Regions from separate parts of the Hordeum vulgare genome. Here region 2 is linked to region 1. A link is a contact called in public Hi-C data. All regions are on one chromosome and are shown on one strand. Each heading gives the region's core, a stretch centred on a gene start, on an enhancer-like site or on the middle of the called end of the contact. The rest is flanking DNA. Distances are from core to core; before and after follow the strand shown. Region 1 holds the start of LOC123444918 (laccase-12-like). Region 2 holds the start of LOC123444920 (laccase-4-like).

Region 1 (5,417 bases), core at 1,636-4,135:
CTTTGTAAGCCCTAGAACTCCCCTTTTGCTTATCGAAAACGCTGTCTGACTCTCGGTAGGCGATCCTGTAGTCATAATCTATTCGATCACTAGCTTGACCTGCAATTGGCACCACAAAATGTCATGATGTTTCCTTGAATCTTGTCATGCAGCTCTGCCGATGAAAAATAGGTGTTTCAGCTAGCCTGAATATCCTGCCCTGTCCGTTTTCCTTTGTAGTTTTCGCCTCTTGCATGACAAGGACAATTTGTTGGAGGAATGAATCAAGCAGATCACTAATCAGTATTTCTTTCATGTAATGCGCTGAATGTGTGCATGCAATTCTTTAACGTATTCATACCGCAATACCAGTTATTCACAACTCAAATAAAATAAAATAAAAGAGAGAGAGAGTGAGAGAGTTGTTCAATGTAGAAGGTGCACGACTCTCGTAAAGACTAAAGACGACGCGGATTCATTACCAGGAACGATTCCGACGGAAAGCGCGAGACGCACAACACCATACACACCCTCTCTACGCATACATTTACACTCGTGAAAAATGAGAGAAGCATTACCTTGCCTAGACTAGAAGGCGGCCAATAGTACATGGCGTAAGCTCGAAGCACTTGGTACGCATCACAGCCAGCCACGCGAAGTGGGCTCCTGTAAGGCTGTGACCATCGAAACCGAAAGGGAAGTAGATTAGGAGACGAGGTTGGGTCAGGCATCCTTCTCCTCCTTTTTGGAAGCTTGCATGCGGAAAAAAAGAAGATGGATCAACAGTTCGAGTCTTGGAGCACAACACACAAAAAATCCCAACCAACAACGCACGCACCTGCCCGCCTTGAAAATCACGGATCTCCCCGGCCAGTTCCGCGGCATTATTACTCGTGCCACTCATCGAGCTAGCACGCCAAAGGCCAGACAACCGGTGGGCGATGCGAATGTGCCGCCAATCAGCAACAGGCTCCGACCACCTTCCTTCCTCCTCCGATCCGGCCCCAGGGTCCTGCTCTGTCCATCTATCAGGTATATATCAGCCATGTCGCTCTCCTCGCCGGTTCCAGTCCCTTGGCATGCAAGGAGGATGCAGGATACGACGGCGGGAAAGCCAGGCCGTGTGATCCGCGGCTGCTCCACTTGGGCGCCCCTCTGACCTTTAGTTCTTCCAAACAAAGCGGGGGAGGACCCGTCTCCAACCACTTCTGATTTCAACAGTTTGGTGGAGGCGATCCAGCGGGACTGGACTGCAAGACATCTCCTCCTGGTTCGGTTGGTCGCACGTATACACTTGGCTTGGCTAATGGCTAATGGCTTGGCATGTCGTCGCTGCTCTTCTAGAATAATGGAAAAGCAGTAACAGTATGTGGAGAAGTTAACGTCGCTAGCTACCTGCTTAAGGAAAAAGTTGAACGTCGGCCGGCGCCGGATGGTGAGATGGAAATGCGGTGTTCCTTAAGTAACCCAATTCGCCAAGGTGCTGCGTTTCAACGCTGCACGTACGCAGATAGGAGCTTCAAGTTCGTGGACACGTTGTTGTTCGCTCACATGTGTTGCTTCTTTTTGAACCTTATCCAAGAATGCCTTGATGTGAAGGGCTTGCCCTCCCTCCGTCCCAAAATAAATGTCGTTGATCTAGTATAAAATTTATATTAATTTTATATAAAATTTACGACACTTATTTTGAGACGAAGAGAGTACATTGTAGCGGTACATTTTGATCGTACAGCGACGTGATCATCAAGCTGCAACATTGAGTGAATCAATGAGTTGACCAACACATAGAGTAACAGGAAGCAAATCCTACGATCTCCATTGGCTACATGCTTTTCATCTGTGCAATCGCGCTGCAATACCTCATGTCGGTGTTTGATATGGTGTACCACTGATGAAGTAGCGACTTTCGCACTACTCCTATAAGGGCATCTTTAATAGTCATATGATCATTGTTGGTAAAATTGTCACATAGACGATTTTAATGGCATGACATATAATAAAAGAAGAGAGAGAATGAAATCGTATGAACTTGAAACAACGGTTCAGGCACAAGCTTTGAGACAAACATGATCATTTCTTCAACATTTAGTGGACCTGCTTAGAGGGTGCTTGGATCCAAGAGACTTAAACTAGTCTCTTTAAGAGGCTAAAGTTCCAAGCACCCCTGACTAAAGAGAGACTAAAACTAGTTCTGAGGCTAAAAATCTTTTAGTCAGGGGTACCCCTACTAAAATGTGCATTAGTCCTCTCTCTCCTCATTTAACTCCTCATGCAAGTTCTGGATTGGAGGGTTTGGAGGATAATAAATGCTCATTAACTTGATTGTAGTCTCTTTAGTACTTGGATCCAAGCATGGGTGAGACTAGCAAGTTTTAGTCTCATTACTTTTAGTCATGGGACTAAAACGTATCCAAACATCCTCTTAGCTATTTTACATACGGTTAACATACACTCCATTAAAGAGCTTGTATGATGTGTTGTTGGCTGCTGATGTGGACACATATACCAACGATTGAACATACAAACTGTTGGAGATGCTCTAATCTATTCCGGATTCCAAGTCAAGATATGAAAACTATTCGGGATTACAACTATTCGGGATTAGGAATCACGGAACACCAAGTAAAGATATGAAAACTATTCGGGATTACAACTATACGGGATTAGGAATCACGGAACACCAAGTCAAGATATGAAAACTTAATAACAGTAGTACTACTATTAATCTTGATAATTAAGACCAGACATTGTGCGTGTTAATTAAGCCTTAGAAAGGTCAGAGAAGAGAGGAGAGGACGATGGTCCGGTCAAGAGCTCGATCAGAGTGACATGTAAACAGCCATGCGGTTGACTTTATCCGCACTCCCAAGCTATAGCAACGCAAACGCATTGCGCCGACCTCGTCTCTTGCTCGATCAGTAACCAACCATGCACCAACTAAAGCAAGCGATGGATAGCTCAAGGATAGTTCGAGTAGGTCGTGTCAAAAGGGCTTGAACTAATCCCATGTCCTGCGTGCTGCTCCCCTCCCGTCTATGTTATATATAGGATCCCCTGCCTGGGGCAAGCACATGCAGCAGAGCCATTGATTTAGCCATCCAGAGCTCAGGGAAGGGGAGCTAGCTGAGCCGTACAGAAATGGCGGCCATCCTCGTCGCCGCCGTGATGGTAGTGGTGCTGTCCGTCAACGCGGCGGAGAGCTCCACGGTGGAGTACCAGTTCGATGTGAGTTGCTCAGCTGTTGTAACCACAGTAACGTTCTTGAGTTGTTGCATGCTAGTAGTAGTACTTGACGACGTTGCAATTGGTATGTATGGTTAATGATGGCAGGTGGCGACGATGAACGTGACGCGGCTGTGCGGCAGCAAGAGCATCGTGGCGGTGAACGGGCAGTTCCCAGGCCCCACGGTGTCGGCGAGGGAGGGCGACCTCGTCGTCGTCCGGGTCGTCAACAAGGCCCAGTACAACATGAGCATCCACTGGCACGGCGTCCGGCAGATCCGGAGCGGGTGGGCGGACGGGCCGGCGTACATCACGCAGTGCCCGATCCAGCCGGGCCAGAGCTACGTCTACAAGTTCACGGTGACCGGGCAGCGCGGCACGCTGTGGTGGCACGCGCACATCTCCTGGCTCCGCGCCACCGTCTACGGCCCCATCGTCATCCTCCCCAAGCTCGGCGTCCCCTACCCCTTCGCCGCCCCCTACAAGGAGGTGCCCCTCATGTTCGGTACGTGGTCTTCATCCTATACAAGGTGGTGGCTGGCGGTATGTGTGTGTGTGTGTGCGCATGCATCAATCATTACTTAAGTTTATTTGTGTTGTTTTACGTGCGTGCGTGCTCAGGCGAATGGTGGAAGGCGGACACGGAGGCGGTGATCAGCCAGGCACTTCAGACCGGAGGAGGCCCGAATGTCTCCGACGCCTTCACCATCAATGGCCTCCCAGGGCCGCTCTACAACTGCTCCGCCAAAGGTTTGCCTACTTCATCTACCTGACTACCTTGATGGGTGTGTGTTACTGATGAAGCAAGCAAGCTGACTGCACCTGCATGCGTGCGTGCGTGCGTGCCATGCAGACACGTTCAAGCTCAAGGTGAAGCCCGGGAAGACGTACATGCTCCGCATCATCAACGCCGCACTCAACGACGAGCTCTTCTTCTCCATCGCCGGACACCCGCTCACCATCGTCGACGTCGACGCCGTCTACATCAAGCCCATCACCGTCGAGACCCTCATCATCACCCCGGGCCAAACCACCAACGTCCTCCTCACGGCCAAGCCGTCCTACCCCGGGGCGACCTACTACATGCTGGCCGCGCCCTACTCCACGGCGGCCTCCGGGACCTTCGACAACACCACCGTCGCCGGCATCCTCGAGTACGTGGACCCCAGCTCCCCCTCCTCCGCGGGCTTCAACAAGAACCTCCCGCTGCTCAGGCCGACCCTGCCCCAGATCAACGACACGAGCTTCGTCTCCAATTACACCGACAAGCTCCGGAGCCTCGCCACGGAGGAGTACCCGGCGGCGGTGCCGCAGGAAGTGGACAGGCGGTTCTTCTTCACGGTGGGGCTGGGCACCCACCCCTGCGCCGTCAACGGGACGTGCCAGGGGCCGACGAACGACAGCCGGTTCGCGGCGGCCGTGAACAACGTCTCCTTCGTGCTCCCCACGACGGCGCTGCTGCAGTCGCATTACACGGGGATGTCCAACGGGGTGTACTCGTCCAACTTCCCCGCCGTGCCCAAGTCGCCGTTCAACTACACGGGCACGCCGCCGAACAACACGAACGTGTCCAACGGGACCAGGCTGGTCGTGCTGTCGTACGGCGACGCCGTGGAGCTGGTGATGCAGGGCACCAGCATCCTCGGCGCCGAGAGCCACCCGTTCCACCTGCACGGCTTCAACTTCTTCGTGGTCGGGCAGGGGTTCGGCAACTTCGACCCCGTCCACGACCCGGCCAAGTACAACCTCGTCGACCCCGTCGAGCGCAACACCGTCGGCGTGCCGGCCGCCGGGTGGGTGGCCATCCGCTTCCGTGCTGATAATCCAGGTGCGAACCCATGCAGCGTATAGGAGTTGAGAGCAGCTTAAGAATCAGAGCTTCTGAATGAGAAAACCGATGATGGGTTGCTGATCTTGATGTGTGTGTGTGTGTGCAGGGGTGTGGTTCATGCATTGCCACTTGGAGGTGCACGTCAGCTGGGGCCTGAAAATGGCGTGGGTGGTGCAGGACGGGAGCCTCCCGGAACAGAAGCTGCTCCCTCCGCCGTCCGATCTCCCCAAATGTTAGGAAGAGATTGCGTCTTCTCCAATTCCCGCAGGACATTCACCCGCTTTTGCTTGCGTTGCGTTGCGTGCGTGCGTGCACAACTGATTGCTTGTGTGTCGCGCGTGCGCGCGGTTGGTGCCATCAAGTGCTTTCTTAGCTGTGTGCTCTT
Region 2 (5,417 bases), core at 2,165-4,664, 240 kb after region 1:
TAGAGAATCCACAGGACTTGCAAACCCATGTTACGGACTACTTCTCATCCTTGTTTACATCGGAGGTGCAGGAGATTGACAAAGCCCTATTCCAAAAAGTTGCACCTCGTGTAACCATGGAGATGAACGCTGAGTTGACTAAACCCTATACGAGAGAGGAGGTGAAGAAAGCTCTCTATAATATTGGAGATCTAAAAGCACCTAGGTCGAACGGTCTTCATGCGGTCTTCTACAAACGCTTTTGGCACATCATTGGAGAGGACCTGGTGGATGAAGTACTACAAGCTATTCAGAACAAGAAGATTCCAGCTGGGTGGAATAACACAACTATTGTATTGATCCCAAAGGTAGAGAACCCTAAGAGTATAACCCAATTTAGACCAATCAGCCTCTGCAACGTTCTATATAAAATCATCTCGAAGGTTCTTTCTCGGAGGCTAAAGTTTCTGCTGACTGACATAATATCCCCTAACCAGAGCGCCTTTGTCCCGGGAAGGTTGATCACCGACAACTTTCTGGTGGCCTTTGAATCATACCACGCTATCAAGAAGAAGATGTCTGGATATGGCACCTGTGCGGTCAAGCTAGATATGCACAAGACTTATGACCGCGTAGAATGGCAGTTCCTCGAACGCATGATGATCAGATTGGGGTTCTCACAGGATTGGGTGGATCTTGTTATGGAATGCGTATCTTCGGTGCACTACCAGGTGCGCATCAACAATGAACTATCGGAATACTTTATCCCGTCTCGGGGACTACGGCAAGGGGATCCTCTGTCCCCCTATTTGTTCTTGTTATGCGCAGAAGGACTCTCAGCTATATTATCGCATGAGGAGCTGGCAGGCAATATATCCAGGGTGAGGGTGTGTCGGTCGGCTCCACCGGTATCACACCTCCTCTTCGCGGACGATTCCCTCATCTTGATGAAAGCAGATCAGGCGAATGCTACGAGTCTCCATCAAGCTCTCCAGGACTACTGTGCAGCGTCGGGACAAATGGTAAGTGAGGCCAAGTCGGCGATCTTCTTTAGTCCATGCACTCCTGTTCAAGTCCGAGCTGATGTGTGCGTTACACTAAACATCATGGCCGAGGCGGTCTCAGAAAAGTATCTCGAACTCCCACCCATTGTGGGGGTGGATCGTTCCGATTGCTTCCAACACCTGGTGGAGAGGGTTTTAAGCAGAATTAGAGGTTGGAAAGAGAAGCTTCTATCGGTAGGAGGAAGGGAGATCCTACTCAAAGCTGTGATCCAAGCTATCCCTTCTTATGCCATGTCTGTCTTCAAACTACCGAAGGAAATATGCAACGACATTACCTCTACGATGTCCAAATACTGGTGGGGTGATGATGATCATAAGAAACACATGCACTGGTTCGCATGGTGGAAGATGTGTGTGCCCAACGAGCAAGGAGGGATGGGGTTTCGCGATATACACTGCTTCAACCTTGCCCTCCTGGCAAAACAGTCGTGGAGACTACTGAGTGAACCGGATTCTCTATGTGCCCAAGTACTTAGAACCAAATACTTCCCCGATGGTGACCTATTGAACTGCTCGCTTAAGAAGGGGAGCTCGTATACCTGGCAGAGTATATGGAGTGGTCTCCAAACTTTTAAAAAGGGCATCATTTGGAGAGTCGGTGATGGAACATCAATAAACCTTTGGAATGATCCTTGGATCCCTAGTAGCCCGAACAAGCGGCTCCACACGCCCAGGAATAATATTGTGCTTACTAGAGTATCCGAACTTATTGATGAGGAGAATAGAGTTTGGGATGAGGATCTTATTAGACAGCTTTTTTGGCCAATTGATGCCGAACGCATACTAAACATACCACTGGCACTTGGGATGATGACAGATTTTGTTTCTTGGCACCCGAACAGACGCGGTGTATTCTCTGTTAAATCGGCTTATCATGAAGAATGGGAATTCCAACATGGGCGAAAGTTGAGGAGGACAAGCAACCATCAAACCTCAGGTATTAACCCTATCTGGAAAACCCTTTGGAAGTTAAGGATCCCGGCGAAGGTCAAAATCCATGTTTGGAGAACCTTGTTGGGCCCAATACCTTGCTATGGGGTCCTGGCGAACCGTCATATCAGAACCAGCTCGCAATGTCCCTTATGCACATCAGATTGTGAAAGTATCAAACATGTGATGTTCCAGTGCCCGCGTGTGTTGGAAATCTGGCGAATCCTGGGGTTGTCTAGTCTTATCCAGGAAGTATGCACGATGGAAAGGGATGGGGGTGCGATACTACAAGACTTGTTGCTGTCCAAGAGTAATATCCACTCGCACATAGCTGATGTTGGTAGGGGGGAACTCATCGCTACTGCTGTTTGGTACGTGTGGTGGGAGAGAAGGCAATTTACTAATGGTGAGAAAGTATATGAACCACCCAGATCAGCACATGCGATATCATCCCTAGCTAAAAACTTCTCCCGGGCCGGGGGAAAAACGCTGAGTTTCCTCCGTCACGGTTGGAATCCACCTGGTGCTGGCCTCTACAAATTCAATGTTGATGCCTGCTTCAATACCGACGCCGGGACAGGAAGTTCAGGGGCACTTGTACGCGACGATAAAGGCACCTTCATGGCGGCTCTGTGCAGCGACATCCCCTTTGCTGAGGATGCAGGATCGGCGGAAGCTAGAGGTCTGAGAGATGGGCTTCTATTGGCGAATGAATTGGGGCTGGAACAGCTTATGGTTGAGTGTGATTGCATGGAGGTGGTGGACACTATGTGCGACGGAGGAAACTCACTTGGACCGGCTGCTGCAATATATGAAGAATGTGCTTTCCTGGCTAAGAATTTTAGTTTCATCCAATTTCAGTTATGCCCTAGGGATGCCAATATGGTAGCTGATACTCTTGCTAGAAATGTTGTAACCATTCGAACTATTAAGTGGTTTGAGGAACCCCGGGTTTCCTTGTCGATGTATTAGCAAACGATGTAACACTCCTTTCTTATGAAATATAAAGGCCATCCTGGCCTTCCCCGTTCAAAAAAAAAAAAACTTTCAGTGTGCGCCTGCTTTTACCTCTCGCTTCACCCTTTTGCACCGGAACTGAAACGCGCTGTAGTGGTACGTGACCACGCATGCAAATCAAACCACTGTCGATCCATCGATCGATCATTTGCATGGTCAAAAAAGGATGGATATGCATGGCTGCCCGCCGGTGGCTGGCTTTAGCCACACTCCAAAGCTAGAGCCCTCCAGCTCGCGCTCGCTCGGGCTCCGGCCCTGATGGCTCATCCACCGAATCACCAAACGAGAATTGCCGCCTAAGCTGCCTGCGTATCCCACCAATGGCCGTGCAGGTGCAGCCCCCAAACTAATGGCGCGGTGGTGGTTGGTGTGCCGGCTTGACACACACACCCTATATATACAAATAAACTCGAGCGCCAGTTCCACACATCCATCCAGCCCGTCCTGCATATCCTCACCTGGCCATCAGCTCTCTCCTCGAGAGCTCTGGACCATTCCCATATATAGAGCGGCTAGCTCCAAGCTAGCCTAGCTAGAGCCCTAGCTAGACACCGCCGGCCATGGCCATGACTATCTACTCCGGTCTTCACTGTTCTCTCCTCATGGCAACCCTGACGCTGCTCGTCGTCCAGGCGCAGGGCATCACCCGGCACTACGATTTCAACGTACGTCCACGTCCAGTACCTAGCTAGCCTATCCTAGCCAGTGCATGCACGCAAGCATGCATGTTGTGCTTGATTGTCTGCAGGTGGTGTGCGTTGTTGTTGAAACTTTGAAAGCCTTTGTTGATCGATCGTGTGCAGATTCAAATGGCGAACGTGACGAGGCTGTGCGGCACGAAGAGCATCGTGACGGTGAACGGGCAGTTCCCGGGGCCGGAGCTGATCGCGAGGGAGGGCGACCGCGTGCACGTCCGCGTCACCAACCACGTCGCGCACAACATGTCAATCCACTGGTACGACTGACCGACCGACCCACATTCCCTGCCTTTAAGCTTTAGCCTTTAGCTTTAGTTTGTTCCGCCGTCGCCGGAGAAGACAACCCCGACAATTTCCGCATGCACGAAGCTTTTTCAAACTTGAATCACTCGTCGTTGTTGTCGTTGTCGTGGTCGTCGCAGGCACGGCGTCCGGCAGATGCGGACTGGATGGGCGGACGGGCCGGCGTACATCACGCAGTGCCCGATCCAGACGGGGCAGACCTACGTGTACAAGTTCACGGTGACCGCGCAGCGCGGCACGCTGTGGTGGCACGCGCACATCTCCTGGTTCCGCTCCACCGTCTACGGCGCCATCGTCATCCTCCCCAAGCTCGGCGTCCCCTACCCGTTCCCGGCGCCGCACAAGGAGCTCCCCGTCATCTTCGGTCAGTAGTAACCGCTACTCTGCTGCATGCGACTGAAGATTTGCTGCATGCATGAGCTTGCGACTTTGATCGTAAAGGTTGGCTTTGGTCTTGGACGATGGTGCAGGTGAATGGTGGTTGTCGGACACCGAGGCCATAGTCAGCACGGCCCTCAAGGTGGGCGGAGCCCCCAACATCTCCGACGCGTTCACGATCAACGGCCTTCCTGGGCCGCTCTACGACTGCTCCGCCAAAGGTACGTACGCACTGCGTGGTGTGCAAAACGGAGCTGTTTTCCGAAGTCCTAGCTAGGCCGACAGAAAAAGAGCCAAACAACAAAAGAACTACGTAGTAGACAAAAGTGTTTGCCGTTTGCAAGCACTTTGTGCCTCACTGCATTTTTTTTTTCAGCCCTGTACTGACGTAATCACTAGAGTCTATAGGCAAGTACGCCAGGAGGTTTGCCAATCAAAATCACCGAAAAGTGCATCCAACAAGATTCGGCGTTTCTTCCTTGAAACGGAAAGGGAATGGTGCATAAGTTGCTTAGGTCATTGCAATGTTACTATCACCATAACCCCCCGGTGATCGATGCCTGACCTAACATTTGGTGCGCCTTAGCGATTGAATGCTGTTGGGGCTGGCCCCGTGCTACGTAATAAACAAATCATTAGTTACGCCACACACACACACCCCGGACTGTGCAAGCCATCGTCCTACTGGTACTTTGGCGAGGTGTGTGTATATATGCATGCACGGCCGAGTAGTAGATAGATTATGTACGTGGTAGTACGTAAAATACAGTACATATGGTAATTAACTAACTGGTCGCCGTGCATGCATGTACGAACGAACGCATGCAGACACGTTCAAGCTGAAGGTGGAGCCCGGGAAGACGTACCTGCTGCGCCTCATCAACGCCGCGCTCAACGACGAGCTCTTCTTCTCCGTGGCCAACCACACGCTCACTGTCGTCGAGGTCGACGCCGTGTACGTGAAGCCGTTCACCGTCAAGACCCTGGTCATCTCCCCGGGCCAGACCACCAATGTCCTGCTCGCCACCAAGCCGGTCTACCCCGGCGC

What was found. A called contact is a pair of places that touch in the nucleus more often than the background predicts.
Region 2: a contact with region 1 is called in a Hi-C map of seedling, with 5 times the contacts expected there. The contact joins the promoter of LOC123444920 here to the promoter of LOC123444918 in region 1. A contact is called at or near these places in 4 of 6 Hi-C or Micro-C datasets (leaf and seedling).

Annotation. Positions count from the first base shown.
Region 1 is chr3H:549,377,828-549,383,244 of MorexV3_pseudomolecules_assembly, forward strand. It overlaps LOC123444918 (laccase-12-like), which reads left to right and starts at 2,886. Exons shown (of 5, transcript XM_045121804.1): 1 at 2,886-3,204; 2 at 3,310-3,706; 3 at 3,823-3,951; 4 at 4,055-5,029; 5 at 5,139-5,417. The coding sequence starts at 3,118. The coding sequence ends at 5,269.
Region 2 is chr3H:549,615,704-549,621,120 of MorexV3_pseudomolecules_assembly, forward strand. It overlaps LOC123444920 (laccase-4-like), which reads left to right and starts at 3,415. Exons shown (of 6, transcript XM_045121806.1): 1 at 3,415-3,655; 2 at 3,794-3,945; 3 at 4,111-4,355; 4 at 4,462-4,590; 5 at 5,198-5,417. The coding sequence starts at 3,551.